Linked DNA regions of Mus musculus: regions 2, 3, 4, 5, 6 and 7 are each linked to region 1. The links are chromatin contacts, called in public Hi-C, HiChIP or PLAC-seq and promoter capture Hi-C maps. All regions are on one chromosome and are shown on one strand. Each heading gives the region's core, a stretch centred on a gene start, on an enhancer-like site or on the middle of the called end of the contact. The rest is flanking DNA. Distances are from core to core; before and after follow the strand shown.

Region 1 (3,878 bases), core at 922-3,421:
AGGCAGGCAGATCTCTGTGAGTTCGAGGCCAGTCTGGTCTACATCGTGAGTTCCAGGACAGCCAGGGCTGTGTAGAAAGGCCCTGTGTCAAACAAACAAACAAACAAACAACAACAAAATGTTGGCCCAAGATTGACATTACACAGCCATAATTCTAGTGCTTGGGAGGTAGAGGAAGAAGAACCAGGAATTCTAGGTTATATAAGATCCTATCTCAAAATAACAATTGATACAGCAAACAGCTAGGCTGGGGGCATAAGGGGTTTGGTTCAGTGTTTGCCCTGTACTCATCTAAGGCCCTGGGTTCAAGCCAAAAAAACATTGTTTTAAAAGGAGGAAAAAGCCGGGCGTGGTGGCACACGCCTTTAATCCCAGCACTCGGGAGGCAGAGGCAGGCGGATTTCTGAGTTCGAGGCCAGCCTGGTCTACAGAGTGAGTTCCAGGACAGCCAGGGCTACACAGAGAAACCCTGTCTCGATAAACCAAAAAAAAAAAAAAAAAAAAAGAGAGAGAGAGAGAGAGAGAGAGAGAGAGAGAGAGAGAGAGAGAGAGAAAACAAGAACTGGAGAAATGGCTCAGTGGTTAAGAACACTGACTGTTCTTCCAAAGGTTCTGAGTTCAAATCCCAGCAACCACATGGTAGCTCACATCAGATGCTCTCTTCTGGTGCGTCTGAAAACAGCTACAGTGTACTTACACATAATAAATAAATGCATAAATCTTTAAAAAAAAAAAAAGAATCTTTAGGCTGGGCAGTGGTGGCGCCTTTAATCCCAGCACTTGGGAGGCAGAGGCAGGCAAATTTCTGAGTTTGAGGCCAGCCTGGTCTACAGAGTGAGTTCCAGGACAGCCAGGGCTACACAGAGAAACCCTGTCTTGGAAAAAAAAAAAAAAAAAGATTGACAGTCAGCAAAGGAACAAGAGAGTAACATCTTAGTGGGGTGAAATGTTCTTTTTCCTTACTGTAGTGACTACATGGTCAAATACACTTGTCAAACCCCAGCTAGAGGTGTAATATAGTTGACAGTGTTTGCCTAATAAGCATGAGCGATCTGATCCCTAGAAAGGCATATACAGGAAGATTAGAAGTTCAAGGTCTACAGAGACTATGTAATAAGCTGAAAAACGCCCTGTCACAAAGAGGAAAATTATCTGTGGCCCAACAGTCTCAAAGAGATCTTGAGTAATAAGATTTGATTTGAAGCACTAACAAAAGGGTTGAAAGCCAGGTGTTGGTGGCCCACACATTTAACCCCAGCGTTCAGAAGGCAGAGGCAGAAGGATCCCTGAGTTCGAAGCCAGCCTGCTCTACATAAAAGTTCCACGGACACACACACACACACACACACACCCCACACACTCTACTGCCTAACCAGGAACAGGGGTGGGAGGAATCTCAGCTCACTGGATAAGAGCACATGTGCACATGTTCTGTTTTCTCGGAAGATCCAGTACCCAACACCCACATCAGGAGGCTCACAACCTCCTCTTATCCAGCTCCTGGGGTTCTGACCTCTGGCACCAAACGCAGATGCAGATGCCCCCACCCCCACCCCCACCCCCCCCACATACAAAATTTAATTGTTTTTACTTTTTAAAAAAACTGCCTTCTCCTCTAGAAAATAAAAGCCCCCCAAAGCACTGCTTTCTAAGGCATACTTCCTGGAAAGGAGCAGTTCTGAACTGGGCTCGATTAGGTCGTTAAGTGTGTGCCCTTGAGAGCTCCCGGCCTCCGTGAGCCTCAGTTTCTCTTTATGGGAAACGGGTTGATGGCCTGGCGTGTGATCTAGCATCCTGCAAGTGCTCCATGCATTGAGAAACGCACGTTGTCAGTCGAGGCTGAGACTGCAGCCCCTCCGAGGGTCACGGTTCCTTCCGGGCGCCGGACAGCCACGCGTGGCCTCTCCCCACCCCCACCCCGGCAGCGCGCGGAGGCCTCCCGCCTCCCCGGCCCGCACCTCGCTGAGGAAGCGGGTGATATCGTAGACTCGCCCGTGGATCACCATCCACGTCTCTTCCGCCGAGTTTCGCTTCGCCACCTCCTCCAGCCGGTAGTAGGTGACGGAGGGCTCGGAGCCCTCGACCTTCTCGCCACTGCCGCTGGCCTCCGGGGTCGCCATGGGATCCGAAGCCCTCTCCGCCGCTATCTGGGCTTCCACCGCTAACTTCCTTGACTTGCCGGCCCGCGCTGGGTCCTCCTCGGCTTCCGTAACCGGGTAAACCTGGTCCGACGTCCGACTGGCCAATCGGCGTCGACCAGCCCCTCCAACCTTGCCAATCAGATATCGTGATTTTGGACCAGCGCCTAAACGTGGCCGGGTGACAAGTGTCACCACAGGAGAGCATTCTCTCTGCTCGGCCCATGGGCAGGCCCGGCCCTAAAAGAAAAGAGCCGGTTTCCAGCGTCTCTTTTCCCTTCCTGCCACCCTGGGTCCCCGAATGAACGGACCCGCATTTTCCCTTGATCTTCCCATCCAGAATTGCAGCCCCCGGGGTTACAAGCTTTGCTGTCCCCCAGACTGGTTCCCTTTAGGCTCCAAAAGGCTCAACAATTAAAATGGGTGTGGTGACCTCTACCTTCCTTGCCCAGAGGTTTGGGATGTGTGTTAAAGAGAGTGTGCTAAGAGAGGCGTGAGCCCAGCAATCCACTGTGTAAATCACAAGTGGCGTTGGACTCCATGGCTCTTAGGTACAAGGCCTTAGGACAGCAGTTGGGGCAAGGGTAGATGTCCTAAGTTTCTTCCACTACTGACAAAACAATCTCTAACTGAATTCTTCAGTGATCAGGGCTCATCTACACTGTTTTAGTTTCTAAATGGCCTAAAATAGGATTTACTTCAAATGACCCTTGCTAAAAGTCTAGGTAATTTGGAATTCTAAGTTAATGTGCAAGGTTGCGAGCCTTTCTCTTTAATTGCGGTGAAAACTAAGAGGCTGATCATCCTAAAATGTTTCACGGTGTTACTTCACAACCTAGCACTCATGACTCTGTAAACTATTTGCAACCTCTTTCACTAATATTTTATTGTTTGTTTGTTTGTTTAGAAATGTATCAGTATGTAAGCCTGGTTGTCCTGGAACTCAGAGGCCTCTGCCTCCCATGTGCTGGCTTAAAAGGACACCACCATGTCTACTTTCCATAACCTAAGTTCCTAATTACACAAACTATGTACTGTAGTTTGCTCTGATGGCTCTCATAAATACTGACCAAAACCAGCTGGAGAAGTAGAAGGTTTATTATGCTTGCAGGTTATAAGCCATTGTCTTAGTCAGGGTTTCTATTCTATGCACAAACATCATGACCATGAAGCAAGTTGGGGAGGAAAGGGTTTATTCAGCTTACACTTCCACATTGCTGTTCATCACCAAGGAAGTCAGGACTGGAACTCAAGCAGGTTAGGAAGCAGGAGCTGATGCAGAGGCCATGGAGGGATGTTCTTTATAGGCTTGCTTCCCCTGGCTTGCTCAGCCTGCACTTTTATAGAACCACAACTACCAGCCCAGGGATGGCACCACCCACAATGGGCCCTCTCCACTTGATCACTAATTGAGAAAATGCCTTACAGCCGGATCTCATGGAGGCATTTCCCCAACTGAAGCTCCTTTCTCTGTGATAACTCCAGCCTGCATCAAATTGACACACAAAACCAGCCAGCACAGGGGAAAGGCACCACAGTAGAGACTCAGAGCACTTGCTGAGCAAAAGTGACGACTTAACCATTCCCTCCCTCGGCAGTAAAAGCCCGGCAGGCCTTCCTATGCCTGTAATTCTAGTTCTGGGGTGGTGGTGGAGGAAGGCAGCTCCTGAGAGCTTGCTGGCCATCTGGTAGAGCTGAAAACAGCAAGCCCCAAGTTCAGGGAGAGACTTTCTTTCAGGG
Region 2 (3,878 bases), core at 475-2,974, 1.9 Mb after region 1:
TGAAGAAGTAGCAAGTCACCACCAAGGCTCAGGTCTGCCCCCAAGTTCAACTCTCAACCTAGGATTTTTGGCTGATATGAAGACAGTGTTTAAAAAAAAAAAAAAAAAAAAAAAAAAAACAACTATTCAAATTCTTGGTTCTTGCAAATTTGCCAAAAGCCCTGGGTAGTTAGTTATGTTAGTTATAGTTCAGTGTTCTGGAAATTTCCTGACCCCAGCTGATCTCCTGTTTGCACTAAATCAAACAAAGAGATACACAGTCTCAGTAAACCATCTGTAGCTGTGGGTCTTAACCAGTCCTGGGATGTCCAGACTAGGTAGGAGTTGTCCAGGGGAGAAAAAAATGTTAATCAGAAGTCAAACATCATTTGCTTTTCAACCACGCTCTTGATGCCTCATATGAGGTTGAATGGAACATGTTCATAGCAGATTAAATTTTGAGAAGTCTACAGGAACAGGCAGTCTAAGTTCTGAGAACCAAGAGCCCTTGATGAAACTGGCTTTTATAATGGGCAAGAAAGAGGCAGGCAGCCACCAAGCCCCAGCAATCTACCCAGCTAGGTAATTCCAATATGCTGTCTCTATAGACAGAGTCGTCTACATTCAAGGATAAGCCATAAACAAATGGAGCAGCTGACTCAGTCCAAGAGCTCCCAGTAGAGAGACAGAGGTTGAGGCCCACACAAACAAGCAGCAGGAACACCTTTTCCCAGCCCCTTCGCTTAGTGCTGCCACTAAGTAAACACACTGGAGTCACTAAATGCAAATACTCTTGTTCACATACGAAGGCCAACTCTCCCCAAGTGACCTAACTGATTTGTCTACCAAGCCAATGTGTAATTTCCACTTCACTCAATTTCAACTTTTAACTCTGGTATCTGGTATTGCGACACCACACGTTAAGAGTACATTTCAAAAGAGAAGAAAACAAGTCGAGAGTTCCTTTTAGAAAAGCAAGCTCATTCCCCCACCACCCCCATCTGATTGTGAGGCATGAGCTTAGGTTTCCCCCACTCCCCTAAAACCAGAGAGAGACAGATCAGAGACCAGAGTGTTGATTAGGTGTGCTACCTAGTTCTTAACTATTAGAGTCAGCAAAATGGGCATAATACTATCGATATTCAGACTTCAGGGAGTTGTATTAGAGATAAATTCAAAAGAGCAGGACCTTCCCACTCCACTAAGTATTTGGTGTGTACTGGCTATTACTATCATAGAGGTCCAAAGAAGGACCCTGCTGAGACATCGCTGATCCTATGACAGACGGGAGGAGCGGGATTCTAAAGCCCGGAGCCGAAAGACTAAAGGGTGAGAAAAGGCGAAGAACCGCGGGCGCAGGGGCATCTGGGGCAGGAACCAGAAGCGGAAGGGACTAGGGAGAATTAAGGGCCAGCCAACAGGATCCCAAAAGACCCCACACTCACCCAGAGTGAATTCCCATTGCTCGTTCCCCAGAGAGCGTTCAGGCACCACCTCCAGGTCCAGCATTGGGTCGGTTCGCTGGGCCGGGCGGCCTCCCTGCGGCAGCGCAGACAGGACCCGGCCTGAGGAGAGCACGCAGCTGCTGACTGGTCGCTCTCGCCAGCCCGCGGACGTCCGGCTCTCCACTCGGTTCCGGGCGGCGACGGCAGCACGAACACAACAACACACTTCACCTCCCTTCAACCTCCCGGGCAGCAGCCCCGGCAGGAGAGGCTGTAGCAACAGCAGCGCCCAGAGCAACTGCAGCAAAAGTGGCGTGCCGGGCCGTAAAGCGTGGCAAAGGCGGGGCTAAATCATGAAGGCGGGGCTTGAGGCGGAGTCGCGCACGCGCAAACTCTGGATCAGAGGCCAGACCCGCGCGGGTAGAGCTGGAGGGAAGAGCAGCTGCTTTAGAACTTAGGGGCCACATTCCAGAGGTCCTGAAACTGCACAGCGCACCATATATGCCTACGCAAGAAAAGGCACAAGGCGGGAAACATGTCACACAAAAATAAAGTCTTCCGTCTGCACACTTGTCCCACTAATCTGCACTAGGAACAAAACGGACAGGAAGGACCCAGTCCCAGAGACTCACGGCCCCGCGGACCATTATCAAGCTTGTCACGTACTGACGCTGGCTGCCACTGCCTAAATTGTTCAGAAACCTACTCTCCTTGGACCCAGTGGTCTCTGAGCAGGGTCCACCTCAGAGTCGAGGATGTATGAGTCCGTTGGCAAGGGTTAGAGCGAGAGGATTTGAGTTAGAAGGCTGAAGAGTTCCGGGCCAGGTCTCATTTCCAGAAATGCTCAACCTAGGGAATACTTTCTAAGCACAGAGGCTGCCTCCTGCAGCTCCGCCTGGAGTCACCATTGCTGCTTGCCAATGCTTTATGGTAGTGACTAAAGCTCTTAAGTGTTCTGTGCCTCCGTTTCCAGTGAGTAGAAGAGGGGCTCCTCTAGTTATTCAGCCAGAATTTTCGGCTTGCTTGCTCTAGGGCACCCTAAAATTAAAAGGCAGCTGAGGCCTCTTTTGATGACAAGACCTCACACCCTCAGTCTCATTTTATAGACGAATAAATGAGGCACAAGGAGGGTAAAGACTTTACCCAAGCTTCCTTGATCCTAGGCAGCAAAGCTCGATTCCCATTATGTTTCCTAAGGGTAGTATTTAGCAGGGAACTAAGTGACAGACTAAATACTCAAACTGGCTATAAAGAAGCCTAACAGTGGATACGTCACAAAATTTCAAGTCAGTGCTATGGGATTAAACAAAATAAAATAAAAATAGTAGAACGTCTTTGAGAAGCATTGCTGCACGCCAAAACAACTGGGTCACTGGGCTGTCTGTCCAGTGGGAAAGTGGCTGCAGAAACGCTGACGTGTGTAGCTAGCTATGTTTAGAGGCTGGGTGTGCTGATTTGTGCCTGCTTGGAATCCCAGCAGTTGGGAGTGAGGCAGTAAAGAAGTTCAAGGTTAGGCCAGCCTGGTCTACAAAGTGAGCTCAGGACAGCCAGGGCTATACAGAGAAACCCTGTCTCGAAAAACAAAAAACAAAAAACAAACAAACAAAAAAAGAAGTTCAAGGTCGGGCTGGAGAGATGGCTCAGCTGTTTAGAGAAGTCAGTGCTCTTCCAGAGGTCCTGAGTTCAATTCCCAGCAACGACATGGTGGCTCACAACCATCTGTAATGGGATCTGATGCCCTCTTCTGGGGTGTCTGAAGACAGCTGTGGTGTACCCATACACATAAAAACAAGCATAACTTAAAAAAAAAAACGTTCAAGGCCATGCTGGGCTACAAAATGAGTTCAAGGCCAACTTGAGATAAAGTAGACGCTGGCTCAAAACAAAACAAAAGAAGGTGGACCCTTCCCCCACCAACTTTCTAAATTGAATTCTAATGCAAAGCAGAGTAGGAATAGTTATATGCTAACAATAACCAAGCAAGCAAGCACCAAACACTAGCTTTTATTTATGAGGAGGGGAAAGGGTCTGGGTTCTGAATAGGGATGCGGTAGGCTGAGCGGAATCTCAGGAAAAGAAAGACAAAGTCCCAGGCTTCTAAATAGGAAGAAAAACGATTTTTAAAGTTTGGATAAGCCACAAAACTGGGAATAATATTGAAGCAACTCCTAGGAGACTCCCAGTTGGTGTAGTGTGTAGTGATTTCTGTGAATTCAGGATGTTATCTTTGCTTATTTAAATGTGACCCATTCAAATTTTGTCCTAAGTAAAAGAAGCTTTGAGCTGGGTATGGCGGTGCACTCCTTTAATCCCAGCACTCGGGAGGAAGAGGCAGGCAGATTTCTGAGTTTGAGGCCTGTCTGGTCTACAAAGTGAGTTCCAGGAAAGCCAGGTTATACAGAGAAACCCTGTCTCCATAAACAAAAACAAAACAAACAAACAAAACAAAATAAG
Region 3 (3,878 bases), core at 640-3,139, 1.9 Mb after region 1:
CATCAGGGTGAGAAAGCACACGGATGGCGGCCGGAGGACTCAGTGGGGCCGCCCCGCTGGCTTCCCGCTCCCGGTCCAGGCCTGGTGCCCCCATCTCCCCAGTCGCCCCCTCGGCCCGGAGCGCACCAGCTTGAGGTCAAGCACGCCGTCCTTGGCTTCCTGCAAGAGCGACACGAACTTGGTGGTGAGAAGTCCCAGACTCTTCTCGTGCCGGCTTGGAGTCCCCGGGGGCGGCGGCGCCTGTGGCCCGGCCTCCGCCATCGCGCCCGCCCGCCGCCTCCCCTCAGCCAGGCCAGGCGAGGCCGGCGGCGGCGCCACTTCCGCTTCCGTTCCTAGTCGCCGGGCCACCGGAGCTATCAAGGCTGCTTCCGCTTCCGTCTCGCGCCTTCCCAGGGTATCTGGTGCAACTCCCGTCTGCTGATCCGGACGCAAAACTCCGGGGGACCGTCGGCAAATGTATCATTAGCAAAGGAAACCAAAACAACTCCTTAGGGCAGCTAGGAAACCTGAAAAAATTGTATGGTAGGAAATGGAAGAAGTTAGTGAGCAGTACCGGCAGTTGAGAAGCGAGAACCACCCGACTCTTCCTTGCTAAGCTGCTTCTAGACTACTAACTGCCTGAACATTCCATCCAGGGAAGGGAAGCCATAAGCCACAAGCTTAGCCTATTTGCTTAAAACTTATTCTAAAGGCTTCCCTGATGTTCAGAGATAATTCCTGCTGTTCCTGTTACTTCCTGCCAAAACAGCAAGCACTAACAATAAATAGCTTGCATACTTCTATCTCTTATTTCGTTCCAGCATCATTTTTCGCTGGCCTCCATGCTACATACAGTTCACAGTGGCCAGGAGTCTTATTTCCAACCACTACTTAGTCCATGCAAAGGTGTTTGCCTGCGTGTGAATATAAGCAAAGCCTTTAAGGCATTTTCTGACACATGGGAAGAACTGTGTGTTTGCAAGTCTCATTTATTTTTGCAGTTTTTAAAGGTTTATATTATTATTATCATCATCATCATTATTATTATTGTGTGTGTATGTGTTTATGTTTGTCCACATGTGTGCAGGTGCTCAAGGAGGTTTAGAAGAGGGTGTCAGATCTCTGGGAGCTAGAGTTAACAGGCAGTTATTATTAGCTGCCGTGTAGGTGCTGGGAACTGAAGCCCTGTCCTCTGCAAGAGGAGCAAGTGCTCTGAGCCTCTGAGCCATCTTACCAGCTTGCAAGTCTTATTTATTTTTAACAGTGTTATCACTTATGGTTATGTCTTTATGACGGTCAGTCCCTCTAGGACACAAATTGCCTTCCCCAAATTGATTGATGATTCACACTTGTGAGAAAGCAGACTTCGGAAGCTCTAGTTATAATGGAGCCTGAAGTTGGGGTAGTCTTCCTGAGGTCTTAGCTGTCAACCCTTCTGACAGTAGGAAGTGAGGGTCTATTATGATGGGTGGATTTGGGTGGTGCTCCATTATATCTAGTGTCCTCCCTAGCTCCCCATCACTTACAGGAACAATGTAGCTTTTTGGATCCCTAACTGCCATCTCTCACTATTCTTTTGCCTCACCACATGTGATCTTTCCCCTACCAAGGCATATACCATCTGTGGTTCTCAGACTCGACTGCGGTTTGCTGAGGCTCTACCACATAGGGGGTCATCCTTCAAACCAGCTTGAGGCCAAATCAGCTTTAAATATGCATATGTGTTTCCGGAGTATTTAGAAGTCTAAGGTGGGCTGATCAAGACTTGGTGCTCACCGGGGGAGTCCACAGCTGCCCCCACCCAACAGGAAATGGCGCCCAGCGCTCCCCACCTCAATGCAGATGCTTTTCCTGTTGGGAATAAAGTGCCAGAGACTCAACTTCCTTCCTTTCTGCTTTGAAGGAGGGGCCTTGGGGGAGAAGTAGGGGTTTCTGGGCCGTGAAGTGGGAGAGAGGCTTCCTTGGGGAGAGGAATTTGGCTGCTGGTGCCAAAGGAGCTGGAGTCCCTCCGGTCCCGTGAGCAGTGAGGGTGTGCCCAGCTCTGCAGGAGCGAGAAGGCTACTCTCAAGGCCAAGGCCACTTGCAGAGGAGGGAGAACTGGACACCGGTCAGATCTGGTAAGTTCTGTACCAAACTATCCTGGGCGTTACAGAGCAGGAAAGGGGACTTACAGTTTTGCCTATTTGCATAGTCCAAGCCAGAGGACTGAGGCCTCCCAGGTATCCCCTTCTTACTTCCTGAAGGGGGTAGGCAAGGACCCTGCTCCTCTTTCTCAGCGGAGCCCAAGGAACATCCGCTCTGCCTGATCTCCTCCAGGCACTCGCTCCCACTCCTACCACATCGGCAGCAGCTCTAGGCAAACTATGGACAGCAAGATACAGCCCACACTTCGTCCTGGTATGAGCCTCGTTGGCTGGGCTTGGGGAAGGATGATGTCAAGACAAATGGGAATTAGTGGGGTTGGGTTTTCCCGTCAGGTCTAGCTAGAGCTCTATAGGATTGCCAAGAGTGGGGCTGTCCCGAGGAAACAGAAGAGCAGCAGGTGCGTTAGCCACAGGCCCTCCCTGACTGACACAACCAACCCCAGGATCTTCCTGCCCAAGGCCTGAGTGGCCAGAGCAGGAGAGGGCCGAACAGCTGGCTCGGGGTGCAGCACTCAAGTGGGCTTCAGGCATCTTCTACCGGCCAGAGCAGCTGACCAGGCTGGGCCAGTACCGAAGCCGTGAAATACAGCGTAACTATTCCCTGGAAGCAAGAATTAAGGTGGGTGAGGAGCAGGAGTGTTAGACTGGGCTGGAGGGCTGGCCAGGCCTTAGGAGCGGCTACCTCTCTCCACAGTCAGTGGTGCAGTCCTACCTGGAAGGTGTGCAGACTGGTGTGTGGCAGCTGACCCGAGCCCTCGAGGCTGTGCAGGGAACTCGTGAAGCTTTGAGCCAGGCCCATCACTTACTAAAGGGTTTGTCTCGGACCTCACAAACCCTGGAACCCCTGAGGGAATGTGTTGTCCAGCACAAACAACTTCAGATCCTGACTCGGTTGTTGCCAAGGCTACAAGCAGGTGAGTGGGGGCGGGGAAAGCGGAGGTGGAGAGCCCTGGACTTTAGCTTCTAAGAATCCACAAATCCCATTCTGATCAGCAGCTGGGGCACTAGGAAAGGGATTACATGGAGAGAGACACCAGGGACATCCCAGAGAATAATCCCAGCTTCAAAGAGTGTGAGAAATAGGCGCAGTCGCCTCATCCTGGGCTTCTCAGGCTTGGGATGTTAAAGTCAGCACGGGAATTCCATGAAGTGGCTATAGCCACAGTAGTTTACTTACTGAAAGAACGTTGGCTGTAGCTCTGGTAGAGCATGTGTTTAGTATGTGCAAGGCCCTAAATTCAATCTCAGGCATCACCCCAAATAACACATATATACAAAGTACAATACATACCTGCATCCATACATATATACATCAATGTACACACACATACATAACAATACATATGTAGTTATGTTTGTAAGTATTTCATAACAAGATTGGCAAATAGCAACCAGCATGGCCTTCCATTTATTTTGTCTGCCTGTAACATTTTTTTAAGATTTATTTATTTTTTATTTATACGAGCACACTGCAGCTGTCTTCAGATACACTAGAAAAGTGCATCGGATCCCATTACAGATGGCTGTGAGCCATCATGTGGTTGCTAGGGATTGAACTCAGGACCTCTGGCAGAACAGTCAGTGCTCTTAACGACGGGGCCATCTCTCCAGCCCTGTAACATTGTTTTTAAAGATTACTGTAAGTGAGTGTTTGAGTGCCTGGTACATGCAGGGGTCAGAAGAGGACTATGATGGCCTGGAACTAGAGTTACAATTGTGAGCTGCCACATGGGTGTTGGGAATCATAGCCAGTGC
Region 4 (3,878 bases), core at 357-2,856, 1.8 Mb after region 1:
CACCGATTTTGGCTAAGCTGGCCACCAGGATCCACAGGGCCACCAGGTAGGGCGCCTCCACCTCGTGCCACTGCCAGCGGAAGAGCGCCAAGCCTGGAGGAGGCTCACCCAACGGCCCGGACTCCTGGGTGGGTTCTTCTGTGGCCCCCGCCCCCGCCAGGGGCAACCCGGGCAGAAGAAGCAGTGCGGCGCTCAGCATCTTGCTGTCCTCCGGGCACTGCACGGCCGCCGGCCCCGCGTCGCTGCCGCCGCCGCCGCCGCCGCTGCCGCCGCCTACCCGGCGCCCCCGCGTCACAGGCACGTGGGGCTCACTCCCCCCAATCCGAGCTCCGATACCCCCAGGCCAGGTCCGGACCCCGAGACCCTGCCCAGGATCCTAGCAGTTAGGATCCCCTCCTCCATCTCTTCTAGGTTAATCTCATCTCCGGAAATTCCCCAGCATAACCCTCCTAACCCCTCGAGTCCTGAAACCCACTCTTTCGAGTGTGCTCTCCTAAACCGCCTCTCCTCCGGATTCAGAAAGGTGACCAGCCACCGCGTCCCGGAGCACCAAGAAGGACGGGGGTCTCGGGAAGCAGAGACAAGCGCAGCTACTGCAGAACACCGCCCAGCAGCGGGCCACCCGTCCCAGGTGCTCAGGCTGCGGGTCCCAGTGCTAAGCTGAGAAAACCGCAGGGGGCGGTGCGCTGCCGCCTTCCAGCACGATCTCCAAAACCTGGGACCCCCCTACCGGACCACAGCTGCGCACGCGCACTGGGCACACCCAGAAAGCCTAATGGACAACGGTGCTCTCAACGTACCCAGAAACCTCAAGGCCGGGACGGACCCGGCTCTTTCCAGGCTGAAAAGCTGGCTATTCCTCATCTCTCCAGAGCCCAGAGGCGCCGCCTTCCCTTTCCTTCAAACTACAGGGAACTGTTTGCCTATTCCATGGATCTGAGAGGACCTTATGGAATTCCCTTTAAATTAGGAACAACTTGGGGCATTTGACTCATCTCGCCCCAAACCGAAGAATGTCTCCACTTTTCATTCATCACCCAAGCCGAAAAAACATGTGCTACCTGCCTCCTCACAGTGACTCATCCCATTCTTTTTCGAGAAAGAGCACCCGTCCTCTTTTTTTTTGCCCCCACAGCTAAAGGGGACTGAATCCACCTCTTCTTTCAAATATAAAATCTATTTCCACTTCTTATTCCACATTGAAAGAGATTCTTCTTACTGCTTTCCCCAAATGAGAGAAATGCTTTCATTTGTCTTTCAAGCTAGCAATTAGTCCCATCTCGTCCCTTGAGAGTGGCCCAGCTACCCAGATTATCCGAAGAGATTTACCCCCCCCCCCCCATCTGCCCTAAAAATCCTTACAAAGATCCGCTGCAGCCTCGCCCATACCAAATCTAAAGAAAGTCTCCCCGCCCTCTGCTCTGAGGCGGAGCGGGAGCTCGGGTTTTCCCGCCCTCCTAGCAATGGAACTAACGGGATCACCAGCTCTCTGAGTGGCTGGCCCAAGCGCCGCCTCCGGCGGTGGTTAACCCCGAGCGCGCGCTCGCCGCTCAGTCTTGGCTCCACCCCCTTCCTTGGTCCTACCTTCATCTGGCTCCGCCCCTCGAGCCGCGAGCGTCCGGCCCAGCCTGGCCCGGCCCTAACAGCAAAGTTTAGTCGAGTTGAAGTTGCAGCATTTGCAGGGGACACAAGAGGCGTCCAGCGGTAGCCGGTGGCAGAGCCATGGCGGGCGAGGAAGAGCGCGGGGATGGGGACCCAGTATCCGTGGTAACTGTGAGAGTGCAGTACCTGGAAGACACCGACCCTTTCGCTTGTGCCAACTTCCCGGAACCACGCCGGGCCCCCACCTGCAGCCTGGACGGGGCTCTGCCCCTGAGTGCGCAGATCCCTGCTCTGCACCGACTCCTGGGGGCGCCTCTTAAGGTGAGGGGCGCTGCGGAGGTTGAGGTGGGCGGTGGACAGACAGTGCTTCTAGGAGAGAGATCGTCACGGGCGGGTGCTCGCCTCCAGAAAAGTCTCCGGCCGGGGTCCTAAGGTCTATGCTCCTCTGCCTACAGGGGGAGACTCAAGTTGAGGGGACAGTATAGAAGCCAAATGAGAGTTTGTGATTTGTTCCACTCGGGCTTCCCTTGAAAGTTAGGCCCTCCTGAAGAGGTGCTTGGAGTCCCCTCGCTGCCTCTTTGCCAGGGTTGCTGCTGTGGTTGTAGCGGATTGGGGAAGTGGAGTTGGGAAGGGACAGACTTCCACCTGCTCCAGGTAGTCGGGGGCGGGGCCCCAAAGAGGGGCGGGTTTAGGGAGCAATCATAGAAGGGATCGAGGCTACCGGCTGGGTTGGGTCCTTGGAATACAGTCTCTCCAGCGCTGTTGAAGACTGGAGTCCCAGCCAGGATGAGAGGAGTCCCTTGGAAGCGGCCGTGCGCTCATGGGAGGCTGCCCGGGTGGGAAAGCCCTTTGCGTCACCGCCCCCATGGTCCCTTAGGCCCGCCGCTGGTGGCCTACGCCTGGAAGGGAGGGGGTGGATCAGTCTAATTTTAAACCGCTGGCCTACCCTAGTTGCCGACGTTCCTAGGCCGACTTTGCTCAGTTAGAGAGGCATTTTTCCGTATGTCCAGCAGGACCACCCCTCCCCTCCTGCTGGCCTCCCCTCCACCTCCCCGCAGGCATCCCTTTCCGGCTTGCTTTTTCCGGGCCAGGACTCCCAGAGGCATACACACTACCACCCCCCAGGGTTCCTGACCTGCGGGTTAGCTGGGAGCTGTGAGGGAGATGGGAGGGAGTTGATGGGGTGCCACAATTGGGCGCGGGGTTGCGTAAACATGGCCCTTAGCCCCGGGGTCTCCCCTGGAATGTGCCCTAGGCTCCAGGCCTCTAAACTGCATTCCTCGCGTTGCAGCCAGCCCTGCCTCCAAGTGCAGTCAGGAGGGGGTCGGCGAAACTTGGCCTGGGGAGTGGCCAGTGGCCAGGCAGAGCCCCAGCTCTTTAAGACCACAGCTGGAAGAATGCAGCATACTGCCCACCTCCAGAGTTTTCTGCGTAGTCTACTTTGTGTTCTTCTACTGCTCTGTTCAGAGGGGTCTGGAGGAAGCTTGCCCAGTCTGAGGTCACCTGGCATTTAGTATACGGACTACAGAGAAAAGGGTGCAGAATTGCAACTGTTTAGACAGACCAGGGAGAAAGGGGTGTGGAACTGAGTCCACTTACCCGCAATACTAATGAAAATCCGTGGCCAGGAATAAGGTGATGACGGAGACGGTAGCACTTTGCCTAGTATGTGCAAGGCCCTGGGTTCGATCCCCAGTATCACAAATCCATGCATGTATAAGGCTAGAGAGCAGACGATACTTCTCTTACTCTAGACCCTTCTTCACAGTGGGACCAGGCCTGGCGTGTTCAAAAACGAGATTCAGAACCTCTTCTTCATTTAGAAAACTCATTGCATGTTTTTATCTGTACAACAAGGCCCCTGAGTTCAGTGTGCGTGGTGTGTGTGTGTGTGTGTGTGTGTGTGTGTGTGTGTGTGTGTGTAGAAATATGAATGGATATAAAATTGTCTCCCCAACCAGGTGCTGTGTCCTGTTCTCTGCTCCGTAACTGAGGACACTCCGAGCCCCACCCAGCTCTGTACTTCCTGATCTGACAGGACCATCTTTAGGATCTCCTACCTGCTGCAGGGAGAACTGCCTCTACCCCACCCCCCACCCCCCACCCCGGCTTTGGGAAGGGCATAAAGTTACCACACTGTGTAGAGCCAGAACTCTCTGGAGTCGATAGCTTTGCCAGGAATGGTCAGATGCACTGTGATGTGCTTATCCCAAATATAAACTGTGACCACAGACTCAAAATAGAAGGCAGGAGGAAGAGGGACTGAGAAAAAGGGC
Region 5 (3,878 bases), core at 409-2,908, 1.4 Mb after region 1:
TCCTCTACCAGAGGAGGAAGATTATGGGTCAGTGGCACTAACGGATTAGGGCAGGGTAAAGCAAGGCCTAAGCCCAGCTCACCTGCCACGGGCAGCAAGGTCTGCAGCTGCAGCTGTTCCACGCCCGGCTCCTCGGGAACCAGTGCTAACTCGGCCTCAGGCTCTACCTCGGGCTCCCTGTCCCCGTCCTCCTCCTGATTCAGCTCTGGGTTGCAGTAGTTGATGTATTGGTACAGTGGCCGCAGGCGCTGGGCTTTTCCTGCAAGAACCCAAGGCAGAGCAAAGGCTAGAACACCAGGCTGTGCCATGTCAGCCTCAGAAGACAAAGAAAACAAGAGAAGAGCCCAGGGACTGCCACTCACGCTCCAACCCCAAGGTCTCGGCGGCGGGTGCGGATGCGCTGGCCACAGCGGGCGGCACAGGAGCCCCGCCACTCTTGCGTTTCTTGGCTTTTTTGTGCTGTTTCGAGGACAGTGAGGATTCACTGTGGCTGCCTTCTGGCTCCTCCTTCTTCTGCAGCACCCCCGGTGGCAGCTCAACTTCTGACCTAGGATGGACATGGTGCTTGGCCCTGGGAGGGCTGGGGAACCCAAACCTGGGACAAGAGGCCTGAAAGAGGCAGGCTTCAGTCTTTGGTTCCTATATCTTGAGCCTAGGGCTTACCCCTGCCTGTCCACTAGAGCTAGTTAGCTGTCCATTTCTTAGACAGTGAAGCTCCAAGCCCAGTAGAGGCTCAGCATTTATGGTAGCTCAGTCTCCTTGCAAGATCTAGAAGTCCCAAATCCATACCAACCCCCCAGCCCCCAAGTTCTAGAGTTGGGAGTGAGGGGTATTGGTCAAAGACAAGAATCTCTGCCTTGAAGGAATGGGGATTTAGGAATCTCCGGGCATAAGACCCACCTTCCCAGCCCTTCCCTCCGAAAGCCCTCTCACTTTCTCTTGGGCCCATGAGCTGGTCTCACGATGGATGACGTAGGCTTGGGTCCTCTCTCCTCTCCTGCTTCCACCCCTGCATTGAGCCCTTCCTCTCCCACCTTTATTCCTTCCTCCTGGAGCTCTGGCTCTAAGCTGTGCCCCACGGGACACTTGTCTTCGCCTGGGCTCCTGCAGGTCTCATGTGCCGGCACCAGACACTCTTCTGTTCCTGGACACTAGAAGATACACATAGGTCATTGGGAGCCGATGGCCAGGCAAAGTATTGTGGGGATCAGTTATTCAAAGCCCAAAGCTGCTGCAATTGGAGTACATCTCCCTTGGTTGGGGGGGTGGTGGTGTCTCCTAACTACATATTGGCCACAAAATATGAAGGTAACCAGCTTAGGCCTCTCTACTTGTAGGGCTTGGCCTGGCAGTTAGAGGGTTGGGTTACCTAGAGTCCCACCTCTCCTGCCCTACCCCTCCATCTCCCGAGCTTTGAAATGCCCAAGTCACCTCAAGGCTCTCTGCAACCTGGGCTAACCCTACTGCTGCCCCATTCTGGGTTTCTGGCTGCCTCTTGGCCCCTTCTGAGGCCATAGGCTATGAGGAATCAGTGCATCCCTCGACAGTTGATCAGAGAAAACCTCAGGCCCAGAGCGGGGCTGGACTGGTACTCAGTGCTGGTAGGGGAGACAGGTTGAGAGGTAAGGCTCCTGTTGAGACCCGAGACTTAGAATCACTCCTCATCTGGAACTACAAACCCCAGAAGGCTGTTCGCCTTAGTCATTTGACCCCTGACCTCAGGAAGCCATTTGTTGCCAAGCAACAGCAACTCCTACCGGCTTGCAACAGTTGGCGGTAAAACTGCTCCAGTGAGAGCCCTCGCTGGGGCTTGGCGGGGGAGGGGCGGCGAACCCCTCTGGGCAGTGGGCTAGTCGCGGGGCGGTGGTACAGTCTGCGCCTAGAGACGGGCGGTCGTCGAGGGGTGGGGCTCGGTGATGGGGGCTACCGCGGGGATGCAGGGCTCGGGTGGAGGGTGGAAGCACCCGACAGGGATTAGAGGGGAAAGTTGCGCAGCGCAACAGGCCCTGGTGCACTGTTGCAGGGCTGCGGTAGGATCATGTGCGAGGGCCCGTCCCGCATCTCTGGACCCATCCCCCCAGACCCCACTCTCTGCCCGGACTACTACCGGCGGCCGGCCTCGGGTGAGTTGCGGGGTGCCTCGGCGGGGCGAGTACCCCGCCCCACCCCTGAGCACGGCTTTCCACCGCGTCTTGCTCCTCAGCCCAAGGACGCCTGGAAGGAAACGCGTTGAAGCTGGACCTGCTGACTTCAGGTCGGGACCTGGACTCCAGTCCTCCTCGTGGCCCTCGCATCAGGCCTGAAGCCCGAGAGATCCTAGAGCGTGGCCAGCGAGGCGTGGGGGACGTGCTGCTGCAACTGGGGTGCATCTCCCTCGGTTCGGGGGTCTCTCCTAAGAGTAAGTCCTTGCAGACGGGGTATTGAGGCATTCTTAGGTCAAAAGCAGAGATTAAAATAGGGTGCTTCTTAATTGCCTTGAGCCCATGCAGTTAATGTTCTTTTCTGGGTCTTAGTTTCTCTAGCATAAAAGAAGGGCAAAATACAATACCTCCTGGCAGGATCAGAGTCTATCCTTCTGCAGAAAGCCCTCGCTTCAAGCTTTCACACCTTGATGGAGCATTGTTTACTTAGTGCCTACTTTGTGCCAAACCCTGTAGCTGTTAGGAAAACGGGGTTAAAAAGTATGGGAGTCGTCCCAGGGTAGGGTAGTATCCAAGGGAGGCTTCCCCTTCTCTGAGGAGAAGAGAAAGGGGTAATGGGGGGGGGGGGATTTGGCACAGGCAGGACTGGGAGTAGAGGGGCTACAATTGGGATGTGTGAATTTAAAAAAAATTGGCGGGGGGAGTATGGGAGTCACAGTTGGAGGCAATGAACAAGACAGGCCATGTGTATAATATACACGGTGATTAATGGTATGCTAAATCATAAAATGTAGAAGATAACCAGGAGGGTGACTGTGGAAGGGAATAAGCTGATAACTGTGCTGTGGGTATGATGTCTAACTTCCATGAAGAGGCCTTGGTTGTATTTAAAAATGTGTGTGTATGTGTGTGTGAACCCAGGGCCTCTCTTCTACCAGACATCTCCCAGATTGTCTGAGAGGTCTTTCTGCCAAGGGTAGGGTGTGAATCTATATTCGATCTAGTCCGAGGTGCATGGCCATTTGGTAGGGCTGTCCCTAGCAATATTCCTCCCTGCACCCTTCCAGGGAAGAATCCAAAGGACCATGAGAAGGAAAACTTGAGGCGGATCAAAGAGATTCAGAGGCGCTTCCAAGACCAGGAACGCAGCCGGGAACAGGGTCAGCCTAAGCCACTGAAGGCACTGTGGCGCTCACCCAAGTATGACAATGTGGAGTCTCGAGTCAAGGCCAGGATGAAGGTATCTGTCCCAGGGAGGCAGACCTATCCATCTTGGCCAAGGCAATTATATCTGATCTAACTTACAGAGCATGTGTGTGCGTGCGTTCATGAGTGCGTGCGTTGGGGGAGATGGTGATCACAAAAGACTAAGACATCTGGGTGGACTTTCTCTGGGGAGCTGATGGCATCAGGTCAAGGATTAGGCTAGAGGAAGAGAACATTCCACAGAGATAAAACCCCACAGGTAGATTCTGGCATCAGAGGGAGTAGGGGCAATGGGCATAGTGGGCATAATTCAGTTTGTAAGGGGGAGAAGCAGAAGGTTTGAACAGAAAGCCAGCAGGGTACATATCTGAAAGAACTACCTAAGTTACCTAGTTACATGTGATATTGGAGATGGAATCGTGAGACACATGCACACTAGGTACTCATATAATATACCCACGACCTTCCTGCTAACTCATTCTCGGTTCCCCTATCTCTGTGTCTCTGTTTCACGCAGCCCAGGCTGACCTC
Region 6 (3,878 bases), core at 826-3,325, 1.1 Mb after region 1:
AGAAAGAAAGCACAGGGTCGGGGGCAACAATCAAGCATCAGGACTGTAGCTTACTAGTAAGGCACTTGACTATTACCAATGCACAGGCCCTGGCCTGCATCCTCACTACAATAAAGAAGAAAAATAAAATTAAATAACCTATGTCCTATGTTTGTTTTTTTTTTAAGGTGGGTCTTGCTATTACAGTACAGGTTGACTGGAACATGCTATACAGACCAGGCCGGCCTCCAACTCAGAGATCTACCTGCCTCTGACTTTTTTTTTTTTTTTTTGGAGGGGGGGGGCGGTTGAGACAGGGTTTCTCTGTGTAGCCCTGGCTGTCCTGGAGCTCACTTTGTAGACCAGGCTGGCCACAAACTCAGAAATCCACCTGCCTCTGCCTCCCAAGTGCTGGGATTAAAGGCGTGCGCCACCACGCCCGGCGCCTCTGAATTTTAAGTGCTGGAATTCACAGCATTTGCCACCACACTCAACTAAATTTTAATCTATGTAATGGTAAAGTCATCAATAGGTAGTTATTAGGAGTTCTAGGAACCTCAAAGATACCAAAATCTGAGGATACTCAAGCTCCTACATAAAATTCCTAGGTACTTTTGATTTTAGGGGGGAATTGAATTCAGGACTTCACAAACGCTAATAGGCAAGCACTTTATCACAAAGCTATGCCCCAACGCTCTCCCACATGATTTAAATCATCTGCAAACTGCTTATGACTAATGCAATATAAACATGATGTATATACTTGTTATACTGTATTGTTAGGGAGTAACATTAAAGAAAAATGTCTATACATATTTAGTACAGACACATTTTTTTTCATGAATATTCTCACTCTACAGTGGAAAATTCCACAGAGGTCCACCTATAAATATGGAGGGCCAGCTCTAATGAATGAAATTAAACTTTTTTTTTTTTTAGATTTATTTATTTATTATATGTAAGTACACTGTAGCTGTCTTCAGACACTCCAGAAGAGGGAGTCAGATCTTGTTACAGATGGTTGTGAGCCACCATGTGGTTGCTGGGATTTGAACTCCGGACCTTCGGAAGAGCGGTCGGGTGCTCTTACCCACTGAGCCAACTCACCAGCCCATGAATGAAATTAAAACACTTTCTCCAGACGTTAGGAACCTCCCAGGTAATCAATCCACAAACATTGACCTTATCTCCCACTCCAGACACTTGATGCCCATTTTTTCAGATATGTTCAAAAAGTATGAAGTAAAAAAAAAAAATTAAACGTTTAATAACCTGAACCACTAAATTCATGTCAAGTAGTCTGCTTGACCGGTGCTATGTGAGATAAGTTTCATCACTCCAGGAGGGTAACGGGACCCTTCTTTCTACTTCTAGTCAGGCAATTCGGAATCTGCCTGAGAAGCCAGTGGCTATGAGCAGACCGCTAGAGTGATGGGTCCAGGCTGAGATGCATGGGGGGGGGGGGGGGGCGACGACAAGGAAAGGAGGGTGAAACTTGCCTGGAGAGGTAGGGTCAAAGTGTAAAAAAAAAAAACCTGAGAAACTACACCTGAAAGAACGGAGACCATCTCTCTAACTTCAAAGACGAAATAAGCTGAAGGCCACCAGCATGCACTCTGGGTTCTAAACTAAAGAACTGGGTTGAGCTTAAACCCAGACTCCCAACTTCTGTCTCAGTCCCCTGGCCTACCATTCATTCAGTCTCAGCAAACTTGCATCACCCAGGCTTTGAGTGGATTGCATATCTACGAAAACATCGTCGAACTTTGTACCTTTGGAGTTCTATGGGATGACTGAGCGAGGCAATGAAGACCACAAGTTAAGACTATCAGAAATTAAGCACTCAAATGACAGAGGCCATCCTCACTCGATTCCTTGAGCCAGGGACCCATGGCCCCCTCCTACTGCGGACTCCCATTCCTGCCTCCACCGAGTACCCTTCCCCAAAGATGACTCCAATCTGGACATCGCCATGCCGGGTGGAAACCTACAGACCTCGCAGCCACTGAACTCTTAAGGATCCTCCTCCCTCCTTCCAGCCGGTGCTGCAGCGCCACACGCCACCCTGATCCGCGCCAGCCACCGTACTCCAGACTACGGTGGCGTGCTTGACGTCATTAGCGCGCGCCTCTTCTGCATCAAGGGAAATATGGCTTTAGCCGGGCCATCGCGGCTGCTGGCGTTAGCAGTACGGTTGCTTCTGGAGCCTCGACGGAACCTAGTGGTGCGCGGTTCCGACCAGTCCTTGCCAGTGGTGCGCGTTCCGCGGGCTCTGCAGCGACGGCAGGAACAGCGACAGAGCGGCCGTGGGAGTTTGCAGCGGCCAGTGCTAGTGCGCCCCGGTCCCCTGCTGGTCTCGGCGCGGCGGCCGGAGTTGAACCAGCCCGCACGCCTCACGCTGGGCCGTTGGGAGCGAGCGCCACTGGCTTCCCGTGGCTGGAAGCATCGGCGATCGCGGCAAGACCATTTCTCCATAGAGCGAGTGCAGCAAGAGGCGCCCGCCCTGAGGAACCTCTCGTCCCGGGGCAGCTTCGTGGACCTGGGTCTGGAACCCCGAGTGCTGCTGGCGCTTCAGGAGGCTGTCCCCGAAGTTGTGCAGCCAACCTCAGTGCAGTCGAAAACCATCCCCCCACTGCTTCGAGGCCGCCACCTCCTTTGCGCTGCGGAAACTGGCAGTGGCAAGACGCTTAGCTACCTACTGCCCCTATTTCAGCGGCTCCTGAGAGGGTCAGACCTGGACTCCCGCAGTTTCACGGCTCCTCGAGGCTTGGTTCTGGTACCTTCCCGAGAACTAGCCGAACAGGTGCAGGCAGTGGCCCAGTCACTGGGTGGGTACTTGGGCCTGCAGGTGATAGAACTTGGCGGAGGCCTCGGGATGAGTAGGCTCAAACTTCAGCTGTATAGACGACCGGCAGCCGATGTGTTAGTGGCTACTCCAGGGGCGCTGTGGAAGGCTCTGAAAAGTCAACTGATCAGCTTACAGCATCTTAACTTCATAGTGCTAGATGAAGTAGACACACTGCTAGATGAAAGCTTCCTGGAACTGGTGGACTACATCTTGGAAAAGAGCCCTATAGCAGAAAGTCCAGCCGAGTTAGAAGACCCCTTTAATCCCAAAGCCCAGTTAGTGCTGGTGGGAGCCACGTTTCCAGAAGGCCTAAACCAGTTACTGAGTAAAGTCACCAGTCCAGACAGTCTGACCACCATTACCAGCTCCAAGCTGCACTGTCTCATGCCTCATGTCAGACAGACATTTATGAGACTGAAGGGAGCAGACAAGGTGACAGAACTGGTTCAGATCCTCAAACAGCAGGACAAAGCAAGTAAGACGGAACCCTCGGGAACTGTCCTGGTATTCTGCAACAGCGCCAGCACCGTGAACTGGCTTGGGTACATTCTGGATGACCACAAGATTCAACATCTAAGGCTGCAAGGGCAAATGCCGGCCTCAATGAGGGCAGGTATCTTCCAGAGTTTCCAGAAGGGCTCCCAGAACATACTTGTCTGCACAGACATCGCCTCCCGAGGCCTAGACAGTGTCCACGTGGAAGTGGTTATCAATTACGATTTCCCCCCTACCCTGCAGGATTACATCCACAGAGCAGGAAGGGTGGGTCGTGTGGGCAGCGAAGTGCCAGGGTCCGTTATCAGTTTTGTGACCCACCCCTGGGATGTGAGCCTGGTTCAGAAAATTGAACTGGCAGCTCGCCGAAGGAGAAGCCTTCCAGGACTAGCATCTTCAGTGGGGGACCCTTTGCCTCAAAAGGCCTGATTTTTGGTTGGCTTGAATCTAGTGCTAGAGCAGGAAGTTGAACACTTGTCAGTGGGCGACATTGAGTCACGCCAGCCCTTGCCTCTCTGAAAGCATGATGAATTGTTTGGAGATTTGAAAAGTAAAC
Region 7 (3,878 bases), core at 780-3,279, 1.0 Mb after region 1:
GTCCTTGAAAAGATGCACAAGGATACAGGAGCTCAGATTCTTTCAGAGTCTAAGGCTTCTCAGCTATGATTTAGGATAACCAAAGTCTGCATAGATTAATTGGCAGTTAGTGCCCATCTGTCCAAGCGATACTATGCTGCAAATAAGCCAGGTGTGATGGTGCACTCCTTTAATCCTAGTGCTAGGGAGGGAGAAGCAGACAGATCTCTGTGAGTTCAAGACCAGCCTGATCTACAGCAAGAAGACAAGGCTACAAAGACTCTGCCTCAAGTAGGAAACGCGTATGTGGTCAGAGAATACACACATCTCAATGTCATGGGCCTTATTCTTAGATCTTCTTACATTCACACGTGACTTCTTCACACTGGTCCTCAGGGTTAAAGTCCAGATGACCAAGTCACAAGTTCTACACCACCCATATCTCCTGCCTTCCCCCAGTTCCATGCTGACCAGCCTGGAGCAATCTTCCAAGCCACCTTACTTCCTGCATATTCCAGGAAGGCTTCCCCAGCGCTCCCACACCTCTCTCTCTCACCTCTCAGGATGACCTCTCTGAGAGGCACTATTACTACCATCCAGGAAGCTTGAGAGAGGCAGGTCCAGCTGTATACAAATCTCAAAGGGAACCTAGGCTCAGAATCCCCCATCCCCTTCGCTGACCTAGAATGACATTGCTTTTCAAGAGAGGGTTTCTCAGCTAGGCATGGTGGCATACACCCTTGATCTTAGTACTTGGGAGGGAGAGGCAGGTGGGTATCTGAGTTCAAGGCCAGCCTGGTCTACAGAGTGCGTTCCAGGACAGCCAGGGTTACACAGAAAAACCCTGTCTAAGACAAGACAAAAAGAAAAAAGGGAAGAAAGAGCACAGGAATTTATGCTCCAGCAGAAAGAAAATATATATATATATACACACACACACACATATACATACATAAACATATATATAGCGTACGTTTCAGCATGTCTCTGTTCTCAGGAGTCCTGGCCAGCGAAACACCAGTTCAAAACGACTTCCATTGGCTGAATGGGGCATCTAAGACTCCTAGAGATTTTAGCCTGGCCTATTACCACATAGAAACATTGTTATTTCTGTTCCGCTGCCAAGTCTAAGACAGAAGAGCAAGTGGGCAGGGAATGTCACCTGGCCTCAGTACAGCCTAGAGTAATTAGGTCTGGAAGCGGAGAGTGGAGGCATGCTCTCAGACTCCCGGACTCCCTCAACGCCAGTTCAAGACTGTTGTCCCAACCCCATTCCTCTCTCCTCCCTTCCCTTAGCCACCCTGTTTCCCTTAGGCCATCTCCTCGAAAGTCAATACCATCCATTCCATAAGCTGAGAGCAGAGAAATGCTTTTGGGGGCCAGCGTGGATAGAACTTGCTACCACTCATTCCCTGTGAAATAGAGAGGGTAGGAGGTAATGACCGATTCTGAGACTGCCTAGGAACCCGCTGAAGTAGGGTTGAATTGCCTCAGTCTTTCCAGCTAAGAAATGGGGGCATGGCGAGGCAAGGTTTGGAGCTGTTGCAGTTAGGTGGAGTGGAAAGCCAGACATTATCTATTCCCTTTACTCTCACGTTTCAGAGGGCTCCAGACCACACCCATGCCCGGTATGGCGGGAGGTGGGCTAACCGAACTGACCCAGGTTAGAAACCAAATGCTCTGGGTTTCGTGCTTAAAGCAGATGCACAACAGAGCAGTTGGCCCACCAGACCCTGGCTGCACTGGATCCTGCAGGATCCACCCACCACCACCCTGAACACGAGTCTCACCCAGCACCACCGGGGGGTGACGTTGGGCCGGGAGCGTCAGGTCTGCCAGCATCATTAGTAGAAACAGAGGTAACAGGAGGCCACTCCGGAGCTGGGTCTCGCGACAGGTGCAGAGATGGCGATCCATGGCGTGAGACTGTGGTCGCAGGTCCAAGGGGCTGCTTTAGAGATTAGGGATCGTGCCTAGGCCCGGGCCGCAGCTCAGCTAGTTAACCCCACCGCTCGCAGATACCAGTCAATTAAGACCCGCCTCTTGCTAAGGCTCTACCAATTGCAACTCTCCGCCACGAGCGTCCCTCCCACCGGAGCTCACCACCCGCCCATGCCCACCTCCGGGACTTTGCTGCGCGCCGAACGCATCGATCGACCAACCGATGGGAGCCGCTTATCATCCCAGCTGTCGCCCTGCTCCTACACAGCCCCATCTCACCTCACCGTGAACCCAACACAGAACAATTCTCAAAGTCCACTCAAGTAGTTCTCATTCCTAATTCCTAGCCTTCCCACAGCACAAGGACCAAAAACATGCCCTTCATTTGCTATGGGTGAATGGTCTCTAAACAAAAAAAGAGGAAGTTAGTGTTTTGGAACTCGGGTGACCAGCAGCTGTCCAGGACCTTTATACGGCCTTTACACTGGCATCCCCAGGGGCATCTAGGTTTGGCCGCCCACGTCCAGAAAACTTTTACTGTCTGCCTTGCCGGTAGAAATGCATGTTAGAACCCAAGAAGCAGGTCTGGGAGAAGAAGCTAAAACAGCCTTTCTTTCTTTTCTTTTTTCTTTCTTTTTCTCTCTTTCTTTCTTTCTTTCTTTCTTTCTTTCTTTCTTTCTTTCTTTCTTTCTTTCTTTCTTTCTTTCTTTCTTTCTTTCTTTCTTTCTTCCTTCCTTCCTTCCTTCCTTCCTTCCTTCCTTTCTTTCTTTCTTTCTTTCTTTCTTTCTTTCTTTCTTTCTTTCTGTTTTGTTTTTCGAGACAGGGTTTCTCTGTGCAGTCCTGGCTGTCCTGGAACTCACTTTGTAGACCAGGCTGGCCTTGAACTCAGAAATCCGCCTGCCTCTGCCTCCCAAGTGCTGGGATTAAAGGCTTGCGGCACTACGGCCCAGAGATCAGCCTGTTTCAAACGGTCTGTCACTCTGTAAGTGCAGCACACGAATAGAGTTGGGAGTGGTTTGGATCTGAAAGTCTGAACCATTTCTCTGTAGGATTCCCCTGCAAAGAACAGGGCTCGAGAGCTCATGTTGGCACTTTAGCCCCTGTCCGCGCAAGCCTGAGGACTCAGGAAGGGCATAAGACTGACTGGAGCGAGGAGCTGGGGCCCAGACGGTAGTAGGCAAAAGGCTCAACACCCAGTAATATGCCAACACTCTGGGGGTGAACTGACCAGTGCTTCTGAGAAATAACCCTCTACATACTTCCTTCTGAAGGCCAACTGTGCTTCTGGGACACTGCTTGGTCCCAAGACTTCTGCTCCACCCCCCACCTCTTCCTTCCCTCTTCTTGGTAAACAGCTGACCCCACGTTAATGCCAACAATTCTAGTTTTTATAGCAAAATAGGAAGTTATTTATTTATTAAATTGTATTTTGGTTTTTTGAGACAGGAGGATTTCTCTCGGCCGTTCTGGGTATCCTGGTACTCACCAAGCTGGGCCCCAACCTTACAGAGATCCCCCTGCCTCTGCCTCCCTAGAGCTGGCATTAAAGGTGTGTGCCATCACCTCACAGCTTAGAAAGTTTTGTTTTGTTTTGTTTTTAAACGATCTATTTGTTTTATTTAGATGTATGAGTATTTCTGCCTACATGTATGTGTATCACATACATGCCTGGTGCCTGCAGAAGTCAGAAAGAGGACTTCAGTCTAATGTAATAGAGTTACAGACAGTTGTGAGGCACCATATAGGTACTGGGAATCAAACTGTAGGCCTCTGGAAGAGCAACAAGTGCTCATAACTACAGAGCCATCTCTCTAGCCCCAGAGAACAGGGCATTTTAAAGCCCACTAACCAATACATTAGGCCCCACTGCCTCCTACTTTAATCTCTTGCATCTGTAAGAGGTTGCTACAGACTGGTCTGGTGAAGGCCAGTACAGAGTCATCGAGACACTCTGCCAA

What was found. Promoter capture Hi-C pulls out the DNA fragments that hold promoters and counts their contacts. A called contact is a pair of places that touch in the nucleus more often than the background predicts. HiChIP or PLAC-seq counts read pairs in DNA pulled down with a chosen protein or histone mark.
Region 2: a contact with region 1 is called in a promoter capture Hi-C map of pre-B cells, with 2.4 times the contacts expected there. The contact joins the promoter of D230025D16Rik here to the promoter of Cyb5b in region 1. A contact is called at or near these places in 2 of 39 promoter capture datasets (liver and pre-B cells).
Region 3: an H3K27ac HiChIP or PLAC-seq map of thymic regulatory T cells shows a contact between it and region 1, with 7 times the contacts expected there. The contact joins the promoter of Exoc3l here to the promoter of Cyb5b in region 1. A contact is called at or near these places in 2 of 39 promoter capture datasets (liver and pre-B cells) and 2 of 115 datasets of contacts at active chromatin or transcription factors (pancreatic cancer cells and thymic regulatory T cells).
Region 4: a contact with region 1 is called in an H3K27ac HiChIP or PLAC-seq map of microglia, with 4 times the contacts expected there. The contact joins the promoter of Fhod1 here to the promoter of Cyb5b in region 1. A contact is called at or near these places in 1 of 39 promoter capture datasets (pre-B cells), 1 of 115 datasets of contacts at active chromatin or transcription factors (microglia) and 1 of 9 other capture datasets (liver).
Region 5: a contact with region 1 is called in a Hi-C map of B cells, with 5 read pairs. The contact joins the promoter of 4933405L10Rik here to the promoter of Cyb5b in region 1. A contact is called at or near these places in 2 of 484 Hi-C or Micro-C datasets (B cells and cardiomyocytes).
Region 6: a contact with region 1 is called in an HNF4G HiChIP or PLAC-seq map of pancreatic cancer cells. The contact joins the promoter of Dus2 here to the promoter of Cyb5b in region 1. A contact is called at or near these places in 1 of 39 promoter capture datasets (liver) and 1 of 115 datasets of contacts at active chromatin or transcription factors (pancreatic cancer cells).
Region 7: a contact with region 1 is called in a promoter capture Hi-C map of pre-B cells, with 3 times the contacts expected there. The contact joins the promoter of Pla2g15 here to the promoter of Cyb5b in region 1. A contact is called at or near these places in 2 of 39 promoter capture datasets (liver and pre-B cells).

Annotation. Positions count from the first base shown.
Region 1 is chr8:107,148,954-107,152,831 of GRCm38.p6, reverse strand. Cyb5b (cytochrome b5 type B) reads right to left here and starts at 2,171. Exons shown (of 5, transcript NM_025558.5): 1 at 1,959-2,171. The coding sequence starts at 2,120.
Region 2 is chr8:105,223,033-105,226,910 of GRCm38.p6, reverse strand. D230025D16Rik (RIKEN cDNA D230025D16 gene) reads right to left here and starts at 1,724. Exons shown (of 16, transcript NM_145604.3): 1 at 1,425-1,724. The coding sequence starts at 1,488.
Region 3 is chr8:105,294,124-105,298,001 of GRCm38.p6, reverse strand. Exoc3l (exocyst complex component 3-like) reads left to right here and starts at 1,889. Exons shown (of 14, transcript NM_177788.5): 1 at 1,889-2,096; 2 at 2,296-2,376; 3 at 2,567-2,742; 4 at 2,818-3,037. The coding sequence starts at 2,343. E2f4 (E2F transcription factor 4) reads right to left here and starts at 339. Exons shown (of 10, transcript NM_148952.1): 1 at 127-339. The coding sequence starts at 261.
Region 4 is chr8:105,345,698-105,349,575 of GRCm38.p6, reverse strand. Fhod1 (formin homology 2 domain containing 1) reads left to right here and starts at 1,606. Exons shown (of 22, transcript NM_177699.4): 1 at 1,606-1,923. The coding sequence starts at 1,723. Slc9a5 (solute carrier family 9 (sodium/hydrogen exchanger), member 5) reads right to left here and starts at 1,318. Exons shown (of 16, transcript NM_001081332.1): 1 at 4-1,318. The coding sequence starts at 199. It overlaps Gm46049 (a long non-coding RNA gene), which reads right to left and starts at 3,806. Exons shown (of 4, transcript XR_003947441.1): 1 at 3,735-3,806; 2 at 3,202-3,381; 3 at 2,738-3,124; 4 at 1,920-2,501.
Region 5 is chr8:105,706,069-105,709,946 of GRCm38.p6, reverse strand. It overlaps 4933405L10Rik (RIKEN cDNA 4933405L10 gene), which reads right to left and starts at 1,658. Exons shown (of 4, transcript NM_027655.2): 1 at 1,432-1,658; 2 at 934-1,151; 3 at 363-547; 4 at 1-286. The coding sequence starts at 1,515. It overlaps Enkd1 (enkurin domain containing 1), which reads left to right and starts at 1,739. Exons shown (of 8, transcript NM_198299.2): 1 at 1,739-1,790; 2 at 2,024-2,123; 3 at 2,204-2,398; 4 at 3,209-3,381. The coding sequence starts at 2,039.
Region 6 is chr8:106,009,675-106,013,552 of GRCm38.p6, reverse strand. It overlaps Dus2 (dihydrouridine synthase 2), which reads right to left and starts at 2,075. Exons shown (of 16, transcript NM_025518.4): 1 at 1,975-2,075. Ddx28 (DEAD box helicase 28) reads left to right here and starts at 2,067. Exons shown (of 1, transcript NM_028038.3): 1 at 2,067-3,878. The coding sequence starts at 2,129. The coding sequence ends at 3,751.
Region 7 is chr8:106,148,505-106,152,382 of GRCm38.p6, reverse strand. It overlaps Pla2g15 (phospholipase A2, group XV), which reads right to left and starts at 2,029. Exons shown (of 6, transcript NM_133792.3): 1 at 1,770-2,029. The coding sequence starts at 1,896.